Regions from separate parts of the Mus musculus genome. Here all the other regions are linked to region 1. A link is a contact called in public Hi-C and HiChIP or PLAC-seq data. All regions are on one chromosome and are shown on one strand. Each heading gives the region's core, a stretch centred on a gene start, on an enhancer-like site or on the middle of the called end of the contact. The rest is flanking DNA. Distances are from core to core; before and after follow the strand shown.

The links. Hi-C and Micro-C count contacts between places; a contact is called where the count stands out from the background. HiChIP or PLAC-seq counts read pairs in DNA pulled down with a chosen protein or histone mark.
Region 2: an HNF4G HiChIP or PLAC-seq map of pancreatic cancer cells shows a contact between it and region 1. The contact joins two enhancer-like sites. A contact is called at or near these places in 2 of 15 datasets of contacts at CTCF or cohesin (large pre-B cells and pro-B cells), 14 of 484 Hi-C or Micro-C datasets (the AML12 cell line, the HL-1 cell line, Sertoli cells and 6 more) and 1 of 115 datasets of contacts at active chromatin or transcription factors (pancreatic cancer cells).
Region 3: a Hi-C map of pancreatic cancer cells shows a contact between it and region 1, with 5 times the contacts expected there. The contact joins two enhancer-like sites. A contact is called at or near these places in 1 of 15 datasets of contacts at CTCF or cohesin (pro-B cells), 39 of 484 Hi-C or Micro-C datasets (the AML12 cell line, the C3H10T1/2 cell line, the G1E-ER4 cell line and 18 more) and 6 of 115 datasets of contacts at active chromatin or transcription factors (astrocytes, a beta-TC-6 cell line, embryonic stem cells and 3 more).

Annotation. Positions count from the first base shown.
Region 1 is chr5:89,382,215-89,386,865 of GRCm38.p6, reverse strand. No RefSeq gene overlaps it. Among named protein-coding and RNA genes, the nearest start is that of Gc, 73 kb to the left of the region's middle. Within about 2 kb of position 2,490, at least 9 of the 459 cell types and tissues checked have an H3K27ac peak or open chromatin away from gene starts, as enhancers often do. A contact at or near this core is called in pancreatic cancer cells, where this site is marked.
Region 2 is chr5:89,145,246-89,149,896 of GRCm38.p6, reverse strand. It overlaps Slc4a4 (solute carrier family 4 (anion exchanger), member 4), which reads right to left. Exons shown (of 27, transcript NM_001359211.1): 14 at 464-597. Among named protein-coding and RNA genes, the nearest start is that of Gm35855, 78 kb to the left of the region's middle. Within about 2 kb of position 2,301, at least 29 of the 459 cell types and tissues checked have an H3K27ac peak or open chromatin away from gene starts, as enhancers often do. A contact at or near this core is called in pancreatic cancer cells, where this site is marked.
Region 3 is chr5:89,219,376-89,224,026 of GRCm38.p6, reverse strand. It overlaps Slc4a4 (solute carrier family 4 (anion exchanger), member 4), which reads right to left. Exons shown (of 27, transcript NM_001359211.1): 22 at 763-831. It overlaps Gm35855 (a long non-coding RNA gene), which reads left to right. Exons shown (of 3, transcript XR_003955749.1): 1 at 1-301; 2 at 1,345-1,662; 3 at 2,546-2,701. Among named protein-coding and RNA genes, the nearest start is that of Gm35855, 4.1 kb to the left of the region's middle. Within about 2 kb of position 2,161, at least 39 of the 459 cell types and tissues checked have an H3K27ac peak or open chromatin away from gene starts, as enhancers often do. A contact at or near this core is called in pancreatic cancer cells, where this site is marked.

The DNA of each region.
Region 1 (4,651 bases), core at 1,241-3,740:
AACCTCTCATATAGTGGAATACATCCACCCCAAAAGATTTCCCTAATAGGAGCCTATATTTGTCTCTGTCCAGGCTCCTCTCCTAATTTTTAAAAGAATATTACCAAATAATTAGGTTTTACTTTTCCAGATAGTTTTGATTTTAAAATAAAAGTAACCAGAGCCCCAAGTAATCACAGGAGGCAGAGGGATGGAGGGACCTGGGTGGGGAAGGGGAGGAGGAGGGGAAAGGGGGCAGGATCATGTAGGTGGGGTAGGTGGGAGAGAAGCCCAGTGGGTCAGGAGAATGAATGGAAATATGCAGCTTCTGGGGTTTGGGGGTAGGGAGAACCTCTAGAAAGTCCCAGAGACCTGGAATGTGAGAGGCTCCTAGGTAGGACCCAATGTGCGTGACCTTAGTTGAAATGCCCAACAGTGGGGAGATAGAACCTGAAGAGATTACCTCCAAGTAGTTAGACAGAGTCCCTCAGTGGAGAGATGGGCTCACCAACCCACTTTCAAAAATTTTGACCCAGAATTGCTCCTGTCAAAAAGAATTGCAGGAACAGAAATGGAGCAGAGACTAAAGGAATGGTTGACCAGTGGCTGATCCAACTTGGGGTCCATCCCCATGGGCAGGCACCAAATCCTGACACTATTACTGATGCTATGTTGTGCTTGCAGACAGGAACCTAGCATGGCTGTCCTCTGAGAGACTCTACCAACAGCTGACTGACACAGATGCAGATATAGCCAATCATTGGATTGAGGTCAGAGACTCCTATGGAAGAATTAGAGGAAGAATTGAAGAAACTGAAGAGGATGGCAACTCCATAGGAAGACCAACAGTGTCAACTAACCTGGACCCCTGGGAGCTCCCAGGGACTAAGCCACCAGCTTAGAACATAGAGGGCTGGTCCAAGACCCCTGGCACATATGTGAAGTAGGTTTGGCCTAATGCTACTTGTGTTATAATGTTAATTTTGGTCCCCCAAACTGATTATAGGAGTGTCTGTATGTATAGCACTGAGAGACCTGGCCCCCAGTTGGCTCTGATCGGTAAATAAAGATGCCAGCAGTCAATGGCTGGGAGGGACAGACAGAGATGGATGGTGAGTGTGTATATCTTTCATTCTCGAGTCAAGATAACTCTTGGGTGGGTGAGTGGGTACATGCATGTGATCTGTCAGGAGCACAGGGTGGGTTAACTAACAACCAATACACATATGTAACTGAAGACTGCCTTGTCTGGCCTCAGAGGAAGAAGATGCACATGATACTCATCCTGTAGAAACTTGATGCCCCAGGGAAGGGGGATACCTGGGGTAGCGAGCACCTTCTCAAAGGTGAAGGGTAGGGGGATGGGGTGAAGAACACTGGGAAGGAGGGATTGGAGGGGGCAACGTTTGGGATGTAAAATAAATAAATAAATAAATAAATAAATAAAGGTATTAAATGTGACTAAAAGAAAGATCTACTATTATCCCCACATGTCTATATTTATAATATTACTCTTTAGAGTATTATAATTTTAATTGGGTATGCAATTAATATAAATTTGCAAATGTAGGAATAAAAAAAATCTGATTTTCAAACATGCTTCTTTGAATCTGGCCACAAAATTCATCTTGTACTCTGACTACAACAACACTATGTGTACTTGTATACTTTATATATTATGTGTATGCACTGTGTATATTTATATGCTGTATGTATTATGCACATGTACTACATGTGTTTGTACACTCTATGTATTAGGTTCCACTATATTCCGCTAACATTCTTCTCTTTCTTTGTGTATTTTTAAAATTCTGGTAGACCAGAAGTCTACCACCATCAAGCCTATTTTTAGGTGCTCAAGAAATAGAAACTTAATCTAGATTACTGTAGAAGATCACATATACGAATATATAAGCAGATCCAAGTGTAAATATATCCAGATATTGGCATACACATATGTTCATATTACACACAAGCCTTCTTCTTTCTACTAGTCTGAGAGCCAGCAGCCGAACAAAAATATGCATAATAGTGTCTATGTTAGTGGACATACAATACTTCGGGAGAGACTTTGCGCTTTGGATCCGTGAGTGGAAAGGGCCTCTTATTTCCTATTTGTGGACTATTGGGGAAAGAACTCTGAATCACAGTAGAGACTGTAGGTGGATTTTTTGTTTGTTTGTTTGTTTGTGTGCTGTGTGAGATGGAAGATGTCAACCAGTCTCACATGTCCTTATTTGTAAAGTGTTGGGAAACAACTACAGAGATTCCAGGAGAATTTATCGTCAATGATAACCACATTCACTGATAACACTAAACCATATGGGAAAGGGACACAGAGAAAAGAGACAGAGACAAATGTGGTCTGAAGACAGCTGGCTAGAAAATGTAAATTACTCAGTTGATCCACTAGATGGAAGCAAATTCTTGATAATGGAATGATTCCGCTGGTCAACATCTTGCAGGGATTCCTGAAACCTGCTCTCAGAAGGTGAACAGAGGGACTTCACCACGCTTGAGTCATGCTCATGGCTCTGCCATCAATCACTTACGTGATCGTTGGCAAGTAAACCTGCCAACATTTCTAATTACCCCCACATAAAATTGAGTGTCTTTGAAGAGTGTTAAGTATTGCTACCATAACAAGAACAAGGCTCATTTAAATAGTACTGTCCTTTCTGCCTCCCTGAGCCTTTCAAACAATCTGAAATTGACACAAAGAAAAATTTAATTTGTTATCTCCACCACTGAATGGCTGTTAAGATTCTTCTAGTTTCCTCAGGTATAAAATGGGAAAGTAACAGTGTCTATTTCTTAAAGTATAAAGTATCTATTTAAATAAGATACCACAAGGAAAGCTGCTATAAATATCCATTACTTTTGTTATTGGTGGTTTATTCTGTATGTGTGTCTGTATGTGTGTGTGTTTGTGTGTGTGCATGTGTGTGTGTGTAAGTGTGTGAGTATATGTGCGTGAGTGTGTGTGTGTGCTATGATTTTCCTTCATAGCATCTCGGCCCTTTCTTGTTATTAGCCTCATTCTAACTTTCGCATGGCATTGGCCTTTGTTTTGATATTTATGGTCAGAAACCAGTGGCTACTGACTGATTTTTTTTTTTTTAATGTTCAAAGAACACACAGCAAAGCCATGAACCCAGAAATATGTCATGGAATCCTTTCTAATATAGACTGCTACAAAAAGTTCAAGTATCAGACTTGTAAGTCTGAGAGCCTAGATCTAGGTCTTGACTTTAGCCAAAATCCTCACTGAAATCCCTTAACAGGGCCTTCTCTGGGCTGCTTGCTACACTCCTCAGCCTGTAGATTACCATCCTCAGCCTCTAGATTACCATCCTCAGCCTCTAGATTACCATCCTCAGCCTGTAGATTACCATCCTCAGCCTGTAGATTACCATCCTCAGCCTGTAGATTACCATCCTCAGCCTGTAGATGATTACCATCCTCAGCCTGTAGATGATTACCATCCTCAGCCTGTAGATTACCATCCTCAGCCTGTAGATGATTACCATCCTCAGCCTGTAGATGATTACCATCCTCAGCCTGTAGATGATTACCATCCTCAGCCTGTAGATTACCATCCTCAGCCTGTAGATGATTACCATCCTCAGCCTGTAGATGATTACCATCCTCAGCCTGTAGATGATACCCATCCTCAGCCTGTAGATGATTACCATCCTCAGCCTGTAGATTACCATCCTCAGCCTGTAGATGATTACCATCCTCAGCCTGTAGATTACCATCCTCAGCCTGTAGATGATTACCATCCTCAGCCTGTAGATTACCATCCTCAGCCTGTAGATTACCATCCTCAGCCTGTAGATTACCATCCTCAGCCTGTAGATTACCATCCTCAGCCTGTAGATGATTACCATCCTCAGCCTGTAGATTACCATCCTCAGCCTGTAGATGATTACCATCCTCAGCCTGTAGATTACCATCCTCAGCCTGTAGATTACCATCCTCAGCCTGTAGATGATTACCATCCTCAGCCTGTAGATTACCATCCTCAGCCTGTAGATTACCATCCTCAGCCTGTAGATTACCATCCTCAGCCTGTAGATTACCATCCTCAGCCTGTAGATTACCATCCTCAGCCTGTAGATGATTACCATCCTCAGCCTGTAGATTACCATCCTCAGCCTGTAGATGATTACCATCCTCAGCCTGTAGATTACCATCCTCAGCCTGTAGATGATTACCATCCTCAGCCTGTAGATTACCATCCTCAGCCTGTAGATTACCATCCTCAGCCTGTAGATTACCATCCTCAGCCTGTAGATTACCATCCTCAGCCTGTAGATGATTACCATCCTCAGCCTGTAGATTACCATCCTCAGCCTGTAGATGATTACCATCCTCAGCCTGTAGATTACCATCCTCAGCCTGTAGATTACCATCCTCAGCCTGTAGATTACCATCCTCAGCCTGTAGATGATTACCATCCTCAGCCTGTAGATTACCATCCTCAGCCTGTAGATTACCATCCTCAGCCTGTAGATTGCCACTAAGGAAGACTACAGTCTCTTAAAGACTTAAAGTGAGCTTCCACTCATGGCAAAAAAAAAATTAATAATAATAATCTACAAATACAAGTAAGCAAATGATACCTCATCTAGATTACATGTGTGCACGTGGCTGGTCCTTTAATTGG
Region 2 (4,651 bases), core at 1,052-3,551, 240 kb after region 1:
GCCTGGTGAGCTAAAACTAGGCTAGGCAGGCCACCTGACAGAGGCCAGTGTCAGGAAGCAAGCCAGGCTGCTGTGTTGAAAGCAGGGGGTGATGGGAGAACATGACATCCTGAAACTTTGCTCTCTCTTCATTATCTAAACCAGCAGGAAGCCCTGGAGGGCAAAGAAATCTGGGGCTTTTTAATCCTTGGGAGTCAGCCCTTAGGACATAAAACAAGCCTACAAGGAAGGAGTGAGCAGAAAGTACAACAGATGGGCCTCTTGAAATGATTGTAAACTAAGCTCTGGACAACTTAATCATTAAGGCACGTTTGACTTCCAAATCTTATCGCTCCAGTATTTTGGCAGCTTCTTGGATTTATTTCAGGGCTACTTTGTGCTTCCTCCAGATGGAACAACATAGGAGATCAAATAACCATACAGGCAGGCAGGCAGGCAGACAGACAGACAGACAGATACATACTTGCTGAAGTTAAAAAGAAGCCTCTCAAACACCAACACTGGTCCCGTGCTGCTCAAGATGGTAAGCGGTTGACCCGCAAAAAGGCAGAAGATGGCTCCGGAGACAGCAGTGCCCAGGAAACTCTCCAACACACCCTAAAAGAAAGAACATGCAGGTGGTAAAGCAAAAGCAAACCGAAGAGCCCATATCTCTTCTTCCTATTTGTGATGTCAGCCAAAGAATGAAGCTGTGTATGTTATAGCACACTCCCTAGCAAATAAAACAAGAGTCCATGAAATAGCACCACAGGTCTTTGCACACATAACATAAATCTTCCCTGTTGCAAGAGTTGATGGTTCCACAATGCAGCAATGACTGAGACAACGGGTATCCAGGAGGGAACAGCATCCCTGACCATTACTTAAAAGACTTACTGAGGTACCCGTCAATAAAAATCATACTCTATAAACCCACCAAATAGAGGAATTGATTCAGCTATTTTTTTAATCTATTTTTTCCCTTTTGTTTCTTCATTGTTTGCTTTAGTGCCATTATAACTTGCACTTAGTCAGTACTTTTGAGTAAGTACAATCTAAGCAAAAAGCCCCTTTTTTTTCCTAACAGAGAATATTTGAAAGGTGGAGGCTGAGAATGAAGGGGACAAAGACAGCGATGCCATTTTAACAATTATTTCATGTCTGTTTTCATTTTATATGTGTATACACACATTTTGATTATATCTATCCCATTTCACCATACTGAATCTCTCCTAGACACCAGCAGCCTCCATAACACCTCCCAACTTAATATCCCCTCTCTTCTTTTTCTCTTCATAACCCACTAAGTCCAGTACGTGTTGCATATGTGTTCGTGAATATAAAGGGCTATCTACTGGAATATGAGCAACCTTGCAGAGGCCACATTCCAGAGGAAAACTGACTCTTCCTCCCCCAGAAACCATTAACTGCCAATAACTCTCAGTTGGCCATTTGCAATTTAAGCCACCAATTGTAAAAAAAAAAAGTAAAAAAAAAATTGCTGATGTTGCTGCTGCTGCTGCTGCTGCTGCTGCTGCTGCTGCTGGACAATGACGATTGTCATTCAGTGCCAACACATATTCCAATGCAAACTGCACAAAAACTTCAAGAAACTTTATAGTCAGAGACAATAACTGTGCAGAGACATATATCTAGCTAAAGCTTTTATTGACATCTTTGAACATGAACTCATTCTTTTCCTTTAGCACAACAGGAAGCAATATACAAAAGAATCACTAACTTACAAAACGACCTCCCTTAATCATGTTGTGGAGAGTACAGAATCTGGCAGGAGCGATGGACAAGCCTGAAAGGGTCCCCTGTGCCCCCATATAATACTGCCCTGATTTCTTGCTTGTTGACATTGTGACATTCAGGTGAGTTAAGCGATGTGCCTGCACTGTGGATAAGAGCTATTGGATGTGTGTGCCCATCTAACCACACATCACTCTTTGCAAGTATTAAAAGTGTGGGAAATCCTAGATAGGGAAATTGCCAGAAAAGCTAAGAATTTTAAATGATTCTATTGACCAGATGACCCACTTACAAGGTAGTATAAAATGTGTCATTTATGACACAGTCTAAGTGTATTTAATAGACAAAGAGACTGTATCCTACTCCATCAAACACAAAGAACCCCTATGTCCGTAGCATAGGACCAAAACACGGCTCAGGCTGGGCGTAAGGCAGGGTGTAAAATCGGAAAGGAGGAAGTAGAGATTTCCGATCCTCCGCTTGGCTTGACAGAGCCATCAATCTCTGGGAGGACAGGGACAGAGTCTCCTTGCATCTTCTGTTTCTCCTCCCATCCTGCTGCCCACCATCCCTCCACGAGCTTTGCAGGCTCTCAGCTAGTGCTGAAGGAACCAAAGACACACCCAAGTGACACCCTAGGTCTCCTTATCAAAGGTCAAGAGCCCTGGCTGCTCATTTAGTAATGACGGCAACCCGTTTCTTCCAGAAAACCACGGTGATTTATGGAAGCCACGTGATGACTCAAAGGCAGATTATTTTTATTGCAGTGCTTGAGCCCTCCGTAAGTGCTAGTTTTCCATTCTGTGGCTGACAATTCTGAAGCAGAGACAGGTGATTCATTACACACACTGCACTGGAAACTTGCTTACACCGAGAGAGGCTTCCAGCAGTTCTGAGAAAAGAACCATTTTCACCACATTTTGATAGGTTCCTCTTCACGACCCAGATTTATTTATTTTCTTAAATAATCCGAGGCAATGAATAACGTTAACTGTAACTAGAGGTCAGTGGAACTTACAAAACAAATCACTGTAAACACCTTTTCAGATTTATCCTATCCAGTGTTTGCCACTACTGAATTTTAAAAGAGAGCTTCTTTGAGTCATGTCTTGTCAACAGTCATGAGTCTTAGAGATACTTCCACATCTGACTTCTAGAAGGAAAGAATTTCCTAGCACTTTACAAAGGTGCAGTTGGCAGGGCTTGGGGGCATGGTACAAGAGGGGACACAGACTGTCCTGACACTCTTGGTTGGCCTTCCTCCTTACACCCTTACTATGAGAGGATTCCTACAAGGAACCAGTAGTAGAGGCAGACAGCTGGCAATCAGGAAATCCAGAGTCTAGACTGTTCTGCCATGAGAGACCCAACGATCTTCAGAATGTCACTTCACTTCTTTCAAGTAATAAAATAAAAGGTGACAGAGCAGAGAAATGGCTTCTGCATTCACAGTCTCCAGGTGCCTTAGAGGCTATATCGAAGTTGTAGTGTAACCTCTAATCTGGATGTTAGATCAGGCAGAATATGGGACATGCCTAGCACAGTCTCTGGTGGCTAAAAGCTTTGTGAATAGCAGCAGCCTCTCATATGCAACATGCTTATTTGGATACAAGATAAAGAAATGGGGCTTGCTGATCCCTAAGTTCTCAGCCAGCTGGCTCAGCACCTTGCAGACATAGGGCTATGTGAGCTTACATCAGCTCCACTAGTCACTGCCCTAGAGCCAAGCATCTCTCTGCCAAACCTATGGCTGCCTCGCTGGATCATTACTTGGATCAGAGCAGTGGTTCTCAACTTTCCTGATGCTGAAACCCTTTAATACAGTTCCTCATGCTGTGGCGACTCCCTGCCCCAACCATACAATTGTTTTGTTACTACTTCATAACTGTAATGTTGCCACTGTTATGTCCTGTAATGAATATGCAGGATGCAGAGGAGGAGGAAGAAGAAGAAAAGTGGAGCAGAAGCACATGGCCTGGAGAAACTGCAAGTTCTAGATGTGGAAGATGGTAGTGTAGCGGTAGATCTGCCCAATCTAAGCACACAACATGTATTCATATTAATTGAGTCGTGTTTTCATTGCCGGGGCATATTTGGATTGGAGATTTACGGCAACAATCTGATATGTAGGCTATCTGATACACAACCCTCAAAGGGGTCATGACCCACAGGCTGCGAACTGATGGATTAAATGGAAAAGAACTCCCAGCACAGTGGAACATGAAGTAGATATGTAAGATTAGGTCTCTTCCCTGTGCCTTCTCGCCCCCTTCATCACACTCAGGACTTATTACTTCTTTTACCTTCAAAACAGGAAGAAGGAAGGCTGGAAGGACTGGCTTAAATAGAGATGAGTCCTTAGTAGGGCGGGGCAGGGTCTCTTGAATTCTGCATTAAAATATAGATACCTTGGGGGCAACACTATGGCCTAAAGAGTTAATTCTTACATTAAAATGGATGCTTCTAACCAAAAACAAAACCATCTATTTATGTTACAGGATCCAAATCAAAACTCTCACACAAAACAACTTGCAACTGTTTCTCTGCTTGCATGAGGGTGTGAAATTTAACCCAAGATAGCCTCTGCTTCTCAAAACAGCCAGAAAAAGTAGAACGTGTCTCAAACCTTCAAAATCAAGCATACAGAAATATAAACCATAGGAGGAAGAGTCAAAAGAAATGTTCAAATGCAGCTGAGTTGAAAGGTCAGCATTTCGTGACTTTAAACTACTGTGAGTGGCACTATCCCCATGGCAACGTAAAGCAAGGGCTCAGGAGAGTTGGACATTAGACATTAAAGATGCCTTGACCTCATGGTAATATATCTTGACATGACACCACAAAATAACGTTTGTGACTTAATATCCTGTTTTAGTGAGGACCATATTGTTTTGGTTCACAATTGTTAGCCTGTAAA
Region 3 (4,651 bases), core at 912-3,411, 160 kb after region 1:
TAAATTAAACCTCCATTGAGAGACAAAGTCCCTCACAAAGTTTTTCCTAGTAAATTTTTTTAAAAAGTAGAGCATGGTGGAGGTGGGGCTGGGGGCGGGGGCGGGGGCAGAGGCGGGATGGGGGCAGGGTGGTCATTTTAACTGAAGTTGTGAACATCTGAAAGTGTTGATGAAAGCAGTAACTACTACATGGTAATTTTAATTGCTTATTGCTACAAAACTTTTCATCACTGAGTTTTAAAGGATCGCAAGCTGTCTATAAGGGGTCAGGCAAGTGCGCAAACACCGCCTTAAGAACACAGTGAGTATCTATCTTGAGATGAAATAAGGTGATGTAAGAGAGAGATGAGAAAAGAATTCAAGACAAAAAGGAAGAGCAGGAGTGTGAAAAAGGGCATGGGGAGGAAGAGGTAAAGAGGAGAAGGACTGGGACGAGCAGCAGGAGGAGGAGGGGGGGCAGGGGGAGGGGGAGGAGGAGGAGGTGGTGGTGGTGGTAATGAGAACAGCAGCTCATTTCCTCACCAAATGACATTTAGCAACCCTTTTCAGTAATGGGCATTCAGGATAACATTTGTTGACACCAGCTAGCTTTGTCGATTCCATCAGAAATGAGAAGCAGGTAAAAGGTGGAGGAAGTAGAAAATAAATGTATTTTAAAAGAGTCCCTAGTTAATGATTAGTGCCTTCATCAGAGATCGGTGACTGGACTAGTTCTGCTTTGAGAAACGCACAGGGTTTGCTCGGACTGCTGAGGAAGCTTACCTGCACACCGTTAAGTGAGGCCACCCCCATATACAGGAACACACCATACAGCACAGGCATCGGGATAAACTGGGAAGTAAACCAGTGGAAACCGGTTACAAACAACAGCGAAAAGAATTAGGAAGGGGAATAACTTAAATAAAGGCTACATCTGAAACTAAAGCACAGCATAACAGAGCAACCTCAAATGAGTGCTTTTAACTCGTCAATTGATAAGATTCTAAGCCCAGCAGTAGAAATAAATAAAGATAGAGGGAACATTCAAATAAACTTCATTTTTTTTGTTTCTTCTTTTTAAAGAATGGGCACACATGACCTCAATAATACTTTTTTTTTTTTAAATGGGGAAACTGTTTTGGCTTTCCTTTGCTCTTAAAAGCAATAGACTATGCAACCCAGATGTCTGCGTGGGATAGGAGGTACATGCAGAGGTAGCAAATGGCCTCACTCTGGATCCAAGATCCTTTTGTAACAGGCTGTTGGTTTTGTCCTTACTAATTTTGCCAAATGATCTATCAGTTCGGAGGGTAAATGCCTCTTCCAGTAAAGGAAACATCAACTGACCACCCCTTTGTCTTCTAGGGACTCTAAGAATACAAACTAATGGGAGCACGGTTTGGAAGGAGCAGGACGCATCTGGGAGCAATTAATTACACATACGGATAAGGATAATGCAAGCCTTTCAAAACTCAATTAATATGTTATGCATTATTTAGTAAAACGCCCTTTACACCAACACGAAGGTTTTTTTTTTGTTTGTTTGTTTGTTTGTTTTTTAGCAATGAGAAGTTCTAATCCAACATGTACACTTTACTTTCCCCTGAACCGGTAAAATGCAAGCAAATCACATTTGAGAATCAATATTCTAATTCCGAGAAGTCTTCTGTCTGGATGACAAAGGTATCAGCCTTGGGTTTGAAAAGAAGTTCAAGCAACTGAAGGACAAAACTAAAATACTAAAATAGAAAAGTAATTAGGGCCAGTCAGCAAATCCACATGCAGTAGACCATTTTAACCAGAAGGCGAAATATTCCTTAAAGAGCAGAACTTTAAAACTACGGCATGTATTTAATGAAGCACCATTTGTAGACCCATCTTACTGCAATTGCCTGATGCTGCTGTGCCTCGGACCTTCTGACCACACTAAAGAACTAGTGAATTCTAAAATAGACTGCCTCTGTCTCCAGTTGGTACTGGTGACTCACAGGAATGCTTAAGTTTCAATGGAGAAAATACACATCTATGAACTAACTGTCAAAGGTTTTCTCTAGAAGGGACTAACAATTGCATCGTAATGAACTTTACCCATGAGCTCAGAAAAGACCAAAAACTAAAAGGAACTGAATGCTTGAAGTGGGCAGGAGGGCAGGGCTGTAGTACCCAGCAGTGGCCACAGAGGGGTAGACATATCCCACCCAGGCCACTGGTGCTCAAACACAAGCCCCCATTTCTCTTAGCATGTGAGTGCTGATGTGACTTACAACTCTTTATGTGCATTTTCCAATAATAAATACATAAGACCAGCAAAGGATCAAATTTCCATCTCTGATTCATTTCTAAGGTATCTCTTTCCTCTCAACATGTTGTGATTTCTTTTCCATTTATTGTGTACATTCAAGCATGAGAAAGGGGTGCAGGAAAGAACAGTTGATTCGTGGAGAGCTACCTGGGTTTCCTCAGTGTTTTCTTTTTGATCTGGGTAAAGCATATCTCTGGATTAGAAGTGTCAGAAGAGTCTATCCTTCCCTGAGCTTAACTAATGATTTTTTTTTTTTTTTTGTAGTGTGTTTCTACTACTATAGCAGAGGAACACTGTGCCGGAACACTGTGCCTGGGGCCTTCTTAGATCAATTCTCTGAACTATGTTAACAAATTTCACCTGATCTATGACACAGAATGGCATGGATGGATGTAAGGAAGAAAATAACTGGGTATAGGAAGGGGTGTGTGTGTGTGTATGCACACATATGCATATATATATATATATATATGTATATATATATATGTATATATATATGTCAGTTGGAAGAAAATAGTACATAGAAGAAAATCTGTGAAGTTGACATTTCTGATCAGCTTCAACATAATACAAATGCTTATGATATTCTCATTTTCTTCACAACAATACGTATCAATACAAATCCTAGAATGAAACTCCTAACAAACCTGACAGAGTTGTTGGGGTAGAGGGTATATTTTATAGAACTTAGTTCACAGATCCTGTCAGAAGGTCAATGTGTAAAAATTATACTAGAACTACATATCAAAACAAAGTTGTCAAAGGAAGAAGAAGAAGGCTTGTAAAACGGAGAGCCACCCAGGATGTGGGAGTTCATGCTTGTTCTCTTAGCACTTAGGGGGCTGAGGCAGGAGGACTGCCATGAGTATATGAGTTCAAGGCCATCCTAGGCTAATGTGTGACAATATAAATAAATAATGAATTCTACCAAAAAAAAGTCTCTAAAAAAATGAGATCCCATGTTATAGTGGGATAATGCAGTAATAGCGGGAAATCATTTTTACAAAGCAAGGTGGTAGAAATTAAAAATATCCATTTCAGGGGCACATCCAGATAGCTAAATGGTAAACTGTGCAAACAATTATACCATCAATAATACCCAGGAAGCAAAAATAAAATAAAATAAACACAAAGAAGTATTACATTCAATAAATACTAAAAATGAAAAAGTTAAATGATTGATCCTATAATCATATAGAACAAAGAAAGTGAGGTGAAATCAAAATAAGACTTAATATCTAAATACTATGTCACCAAGTTTTTGAATTTTGGTCAGTGTATTTCTGTATTTTTCACATTGTCTTCTGGTGATTTGTCAATAGTAGTAGAACTCTCCAAGAACGAAGGATGTGAAAAGGATTTTCAATAAAAAGAGAAAACTATACTTGCCCAACACTGGATAGGAACTCAGGAAGGACTGAGATCTCTCCACGGCTTTATGGTCAAAGCAAGAGGGAATGGGTATGCTTATATGTGTGAATGTGCATATTTGTGTGTGTGTGTGTGTGTGTGTGTGTGTGTGTGTGTGTGTGCCTGTGCCTAAAGCTAAGAGTAAGGTCCTGATTAAGATGTGGGTGACAGTAGTTGAACAGACCTGGGTTTGGCTTCTAGCTACCAGCTAGCTGTAGACTGCTGAGACAACTTGTTTATTTCTCATACTCTGAGCATTCTTGTCTAGAAAGCTCCTATGATAAAGACTACATAACATCTTACCAATTAATTGATTAATATGGCAACTAACAAATGATAAATGTAGAGCTTATGCCATCCTTATCATGAAACTGTATGCAGTTCTCAACCACTGGTCTTCCTGTTTCCTCACTGGTAGGGGTGGGTAGGGTCGTGGCTTGGGGAAGAGATGCTGGGGACAGGGAGGTCTGGGTGGAAGGTCTGACCTGAAGTCCTGTTTTATCTCATTTTTAATACATTGCACTTTCAGCTAACCTGGTTTTGGCAATATGTTATTAACACAATGCCCTAACTCTCTTAAGCCTTAAAAGTCTTCACTGGTAAAGAAACCGCAGGTTCTCAGTCTGGGACAAGGTCTGAAGAGGACTTTATGAAAGTTTCATAAATTTCCCCACATAAGAAGGATTCCAAATAAGATCAAAGAATCTGGGAAAGATAATATTATGGGAAAAGAAGATAGAGATTCTTTGAAGGCTAAGTACCATGTTTTATTTTGAAGGGCATACATTACATGAGATTGGTTTTATACTAGAACATCCAGAGTTCAAATCTTGCCACCACAATACAAGCTTATTGAAGTCTAGTGACTTTTTCCTAGCTTTAGAGCGGAGGTAATTATTCATATAGTTCTCATAGGTACTGATGGCTATATTTTTAAAATCCCTAGTGACTCCTTAATCT